Linked DNA regions of Sus scrofa: region 2 is linked to region 1. Evidence: chromatin contacts called from public HiChIP or PLAC-seq data. All regions are on one chromosome and are shown on one strand. Each heading gives the region's core, a stretch centred on a gene start, on an enhancer-like site or on the middle of the called end of the contact. The rest is flanking DNA. Distances are from core to core; before and after follow the strand shown. Region 1 has its middle 83 kb from the start of UBASH3B. Region 2 overlaps CRTAM (cytotoxic and regulatory T-cell molecule).

Region 1 (2,649 bases), core at 111-2,610:
GGGCTGTGAGGATGGGAAATGGCCAGCAGAGCGGACCAAGCCTTATAGAGCTGTGTTCTCCCATCACTTTTACTTCTCTGCACAGAATCTTCCTTCCCACTTGCTGCCCAACTTTCTGATTTTTTCCCCCTAATAGATGCAGCAGCTGAATGTGAACCGCATCATTTCCCCTTGGTCCCCTTCTGCTCACAGATGTTGTCATCCTCCCAGTTGAAATTTAGGTCTGATCTGTGGCCTTTCAGTTTGTATTTATGTCATTTGTACTGTCTTATAGTCACTGATATAAAGGCTCCACACCTGCCTGCCTTTGCTCATGTAGTTTTCTCACTTCCAGAAATTTCTTCTACTTGTTCTCCCAAAACAACTCCATTCTAAATTATCGTGCATGTGGAGCTTAGGGCCGTTCCCTAAGGAATACTGAACATTGAGTTCGGGATAATGTGAATGAGGTCTTTACATCAGCCACCGGCAACAGTGATAATTAGGAAGAGAGGAGAGGGGAGGAGAATGGTACTAACGGGTTCTGAAGCTGACAACGGGAAGAGGCCCAGGAGGAGAGGCAGGAATAGACTCCCAGAGGCAGTGTAGGATATTGGAAGGAATCTGGGCAGAGGTCAGTACACTGTGTCTACTGTGTCCCAGTCTGTGCTCTTCTAGGAGATACTCTGGACCATCTACCTGATGTCTCCAGGATACAGTTGCATCATTTGGAGAATATGGGATTTGAACCAGATGACCTCGAACTCACATCTAATCATTTGGAAGTTCTGCAATTCTGACAGAGGCTTATTTAACTCTAGGATCTGAGAGGGAGAGGCTATTATTCGTCCTTTTCACATTATCATACATTAATTCCTTTAGGGTGCTTTCTCAGAATCTGATGTAGCCTGACACTGAAGGAAATTGAGTTTGGATGGGAAGGTAGGAACAGAGCGTGGAATTTGGAAGCATGAGGATGTTTTTTAAGGAAAGGGGATGAAGGCCCACACGAGGGCACTGGTGAGGTTCCATTATCCTCTTTTAAGGGATGGGAAACAAGATCAAGAAACATTAAAATGTCACCTGGCTAGCAAGGGAGGTGGTCTGAATTTGAACCCCAATCTGTTCAATCCCAAAGTGTAGTAGAGGGGTGATTTGGGAAGTGAAAGTAAAACGCAGAAGGAAGGAAGGAAGGAAGGAAGGGGGGCGGGAGGGAATGAGGAAGACAGGGCTGACCCTGGGTATTCTGAATAGTCCCTCAGGCCAAACTGAAATAGGGAAAAAAATGATACTGTTTTTTTCCATCCTCTGCACCCACAGATGTCCCTGAGTTCTTTCCTAGGCTCTGTGGTCTTGGCCTAGGACAAGGAAGTGATGACTTTAGCAAGATGTTCTCAGGAAGACGTGGGCCTTTTTAGACAGCCAGTCAGTTCCTCCTACGACAAAGCATTGGGGGGAGAATCCAAGATTTACTCAGATTTTTGAAATGGGGGATTTTAAAGAAAGTTGACCACATGCGATGGCTGAGTCTCTTGCTCAGATAACAGTGAAGCCTTAGGGTAGTGCTTTGGCTCTAAGGGTGCACAAATAGTCCGCTGTGATAGTCACTGGATCTGCAAGGCAGCAGAGACTATTTAGGTCCTCACGGACCTACCATTTGGGCAAGCCAGTAACCGGAAGTCAAAGGTCTGCCGATACACTGACTGCTAGGTTCCGGCAGGCCTGACCCTATCAGGTACTGGTGGGGCCAGAAGATCGGTGTAATAAAGTGTCGTGTAAAGTCCTCAGGTGTGTTACATAAACAGAAAGGTCTTGTCTGCAAAAATCTACAAAGAATCAGCTCGCACACACCACTGGGTGGCAGTATGGCGCTCCTCTTTGTTTCTAGTTAGTGGCTCTATTTTCCTGGACCTAAGGTATCAGATTCCATTCCATTACACCAACTACATTTTCCTCCTTCCCTCCCTCCCCGAGCGTCCCTGTCCTGAGCTTCAGGTGTGTGTGTGTGGAGGGGGGGTTGCTGGTGGGGGTTGGAGTTAGAAGGGAGAAGGATAAATATTTAGGATCAATTATGTCCCCTCTTTTCCTAACATCATCAGCTAGGTTAGGTCTTTGTTTTATTAATAGAGATTTATAATGAATAATATTTTTTAAAAGATGGCAAGCCTAAACACAACACCATGGGGGAAGTTCATTTCTAGGCTGAAATGTAAAATACCTCTGTTCAAAATACTCCTTGCGGGAAGATTCTAAAAAGAGGAAACAAGATATTTTTTGAAAGATGAACGGGTGATTTTTGCCTAGGGAGAATGGGCAGAGGCAGCAGAAGGTGGAGCCTTGCGAAGCCAAGTGTAGAGCTGCTCTGCCATCTGGTGGACAAAGTGGCACCTGACGTTTGTAAACTCCATACATAGTTTCCAGACTTTTAGATTTTTATGAATTACAAAATAAGAAAAACAAGGCAAACAAAAAATCCCAGAAGAATCTCGAATAAATAAAGTCAGATCATGGTTGCAACTTTTTTTTTATTTTGCTAAGCAATATTTTAAAAAAATCCAACATCTGTGGTTACCATTATCTTGAAGGACAATAATTCACAAAGAGTTTCAGAAAAATAAAAGGGCAGCCTTTTTTTTTTTTTTTGTCTTTTTTAGGGTCGCACTGTGGCAT
Region 2 (2,649 bases), core at 109-2,608, 260 kb before region 1:
CCACATGTGCTAATATAATACTGTGTTCAGGGACTCCCAGGTAGGAGTGGTGTCTGAGGTGGTCAGGAAAGTTTTCAGTAAGGATATTGGCCTTGAAGGAGGGGTGAGGAGAGGAGGGGCGTGGACTTTCCTTTCATCGGGGCAGTTAGGGCAAACGGGCAGGGCAATCAAAATGGGGTGTTTTTGGAAAAATATGTGTAATCTGGTCAGGACTTTATAGAGACAGGACAGCACTGATGGATGGTAGCGTGGACCTCATGAAGGGTTTAAGGCTCAGGCTCTGTGTTGTAGACTGTGAGCCAAAGAGGTTCTGTGGACATAGGCGTCAAGACTGCAGAAGGCTGCTTTGAGAGGAAGGTGCTGAAAATGGACCAGAGGAGAAACGAAAGTTACAGCACTTCATGCAGGACGTGATGAGAGTCTGGATCAGGGAAGTGGCAGAGATAGTGGACAAAATACCTAAAAGAGAAGACTGGAGAGTCCTTAGAAACCTACTGATTTTATATGTGTGTATCTATACACTCACACACATATACAAGAGAGAAGACGACACCAAAGGTTTGAGTGTGATGCTTTGGACAGGCTGATTTTGTGGGAAATGGTGCTATTTCATTTTAAGCCACGTTGAGTTTGAGGAGATGGCAGGAAGTTCAGCCAGAGATGTTTGGGAAATGGAATGAAACAGGACTAACGCCCAGGAGAATGTCCTACAAATACAGGTATGGAAATCTGCCGGGTGCCACACAGACAATCTTGGGGATGAGGAAACTCTTTAAGAATCAAGGAAGGGAAGTCCTATTGTGGCTCAGTGGTGATGAGCCCAACTGGTAGCCTTGAGGATGTGAGTTTGATCCTTGGCCTCCCTCCGTAGGTTAAGGATCCAGCATTGCCATGAGCTGTGGTATAGGTCACAGATACGGCTTGGATCCTGCATTGCTGTGGCTGTGGTGTAGGCCGGCAGATGCAGCTCTGATTCGCCCCCTAGCCTGGGACATATGCTACATAGTCCACACGTGTGGCCCTAATTACGCAAAAGAAAATTTAAGGAAATAGGAGTTCCCATTTTGGCTCAGTGGGTTAAGAATCTGACAGTGTCCACGAGCATGTGGGTTTGATCCCTGGCCAGGCTCAGTGGATTAAGGATCTGGTGTTGCCCCAAGCTGTGGCATAGGTCACACATGCAGCTCCAATTGGCTGTCTAGCATGGGAACTCTCATATGTCCTAGCTTCAGTCCTAAAAAAAAAAAAAAAAAAGAAGAAGAAGAAGAAAAAGAAAAATTAAGGCAATGACTGAGGATAGGGAAGTAAAATCCAATCTACATGGAAGAAGCCGGAGGAGGAAGGGAAGTTAGTTAGTGGATACAAGAAGCGTGGTCAGCAAAAGTAGCAGGACCAGGCAGAGTATGTCCAGGAAGCCAGGGAGACAACTAAGGGAACAAGGGAGTGATTAACCAATAGAAAGATCAAGAAAAATGAGGACCTAAAAAGGCTACTGGATGTATTGATTAAGAGGTTAAAATGTCAACTGTTTATTCTAGATAAATAAGTGGTGGGGACACTTACCAGTGATGAAGTAAGAGCCTTGAGTGGTTTGTTCTTCCTCTTCCTTGTCAATCTCTGATGTCCTAGACTCTTCCACTACTGCAACTAATGTGAAAATAAGACATGTTATATGTATATATATATGACCATGTTGTATGTTATGTATGTGTGCAAATATAGCAAAGCATCTTTGGAAACCAAATTAAATGATCCTCATTAAAAAACAAAGCAAGGTCATTTTTGAACTACTGACTTTGTCCAAAAATAGTTGCAAATGGTTAGGTTCACTTTACCTTATTTATTTATTTATTTATTTTAAAGGTAAATGTTTGTTGTTGTTGTTGTTTTGTCCTTTTAGGGCCCCACCTGGGGCATACGGCAGTTTCCAGGCTAGGGGTCAAATCAGAGCTGTAGCTGCCAGCCTATGCCACCAGCCACAGCAACGCCAGATCCGAGTTGCGTCTGCAACCTACACCACAGCTCATGGCAACGCCAGATCCTTAACCCACTGAGCGAGGCCAGGGATCGAACCCGCAACCTCATGGTTCCTAGTCGGATTTGTTTCCACTGCACCATGATGGGAGCTCCTAAAGGTAAATGTTTATTGGACACATACTCTATGCCAGGCCTTAGACTCACCATTTGGTATGTATTATTCTCTGAGCAAACAGGTTTGGAGAAGTTCGGAAAATTGTCTAAAGTCCTATAGCAACTAAGTGACAGAGCCAGTATTGAATCTCAGAACGCAAAATTGAAATGTTATTTTACACTTCCTTCCTGAGTCAGGCTTGTTAGTCGAGAGAGTTTGACGATGAACTGAAGAATGGCATCCCAAGCCTCATGGACAGAAAACCTACTCTCTGAAATGCTCAAAGCCATGATGTTTATGTTGAAAATTGGCTCAGTTGTCTTTCAAATCCATACTTGCTTTCCCCCTTAGAAGTGGGGTGCACTATGATGACTTTGCTAGGTAAGGGAAATTATGAAAATAAGAGATCTATTTTCCTGGTTTTGTGGTTCCTATTCCCTCTTTTCTGTGGGCTTTTCCCCTCCCTGCAGTCTCTTAGTTTTCGGCCCATTGCACAGCGCCACAATGGGGACCCCAAG

The links. HiChIP or PLAC-seq counts read pairs in DNA pulled down with a chosen protein or histone mark.
Region 2: an H3K27ac HiChIP or PLAC-seq map of alveolar macrophages shows a contact between it and region 1. The contact joins two enhancer-like sites. A contact is called at or near these places in 12 of 47 Hi-C or Micro-C datasets (alveolar macrophages, brain, embryonic fibroblasts and 9 more) and 1 of 2 datasets of contacts at active chromatin or transcription factors (alveolar macrophages).

What each region holds. Positions count from the first base shown.
Region 1 is chr9:49,546,347-49,548,995 of Sscrofa11.1, reverse strand. No RefSeq gene overlaps it. Among named protein-coding and RNA genes, the nearest start is that of UBASH3B, 83 kb to the left of the region's middle. Within about 2 kb of position 1,360, at least 12 of the 83 cell types and tissues checked have an H3K27ac peak or open chromatin away from gene starts, as enhancers often do. A contact at or near this core is called in alveolar macrophages, where this site is marked.
Region 2 is chr9:49,802,755-49,805,403 of Sscrofa11.1, reverse strand. CRTAM (cytotoxic and regulatory T-cell molecule) reads right to left here. Exons shown (of 10, transcript XM_021063022.1): 7 at 1,564-1,647. Among named protein-coding and RNA genes, the nearest start is that of CRTAM, 22 kb to the right of the region's middle. Within about 2 kb of position 1,358, at least 1 of the 83 cell types and tissues checked has an H3K27ac peak or open chromatin away from gene starts, as enhancers often do. A contact at or near this core is called in alveolar macrophages, where this site is marked.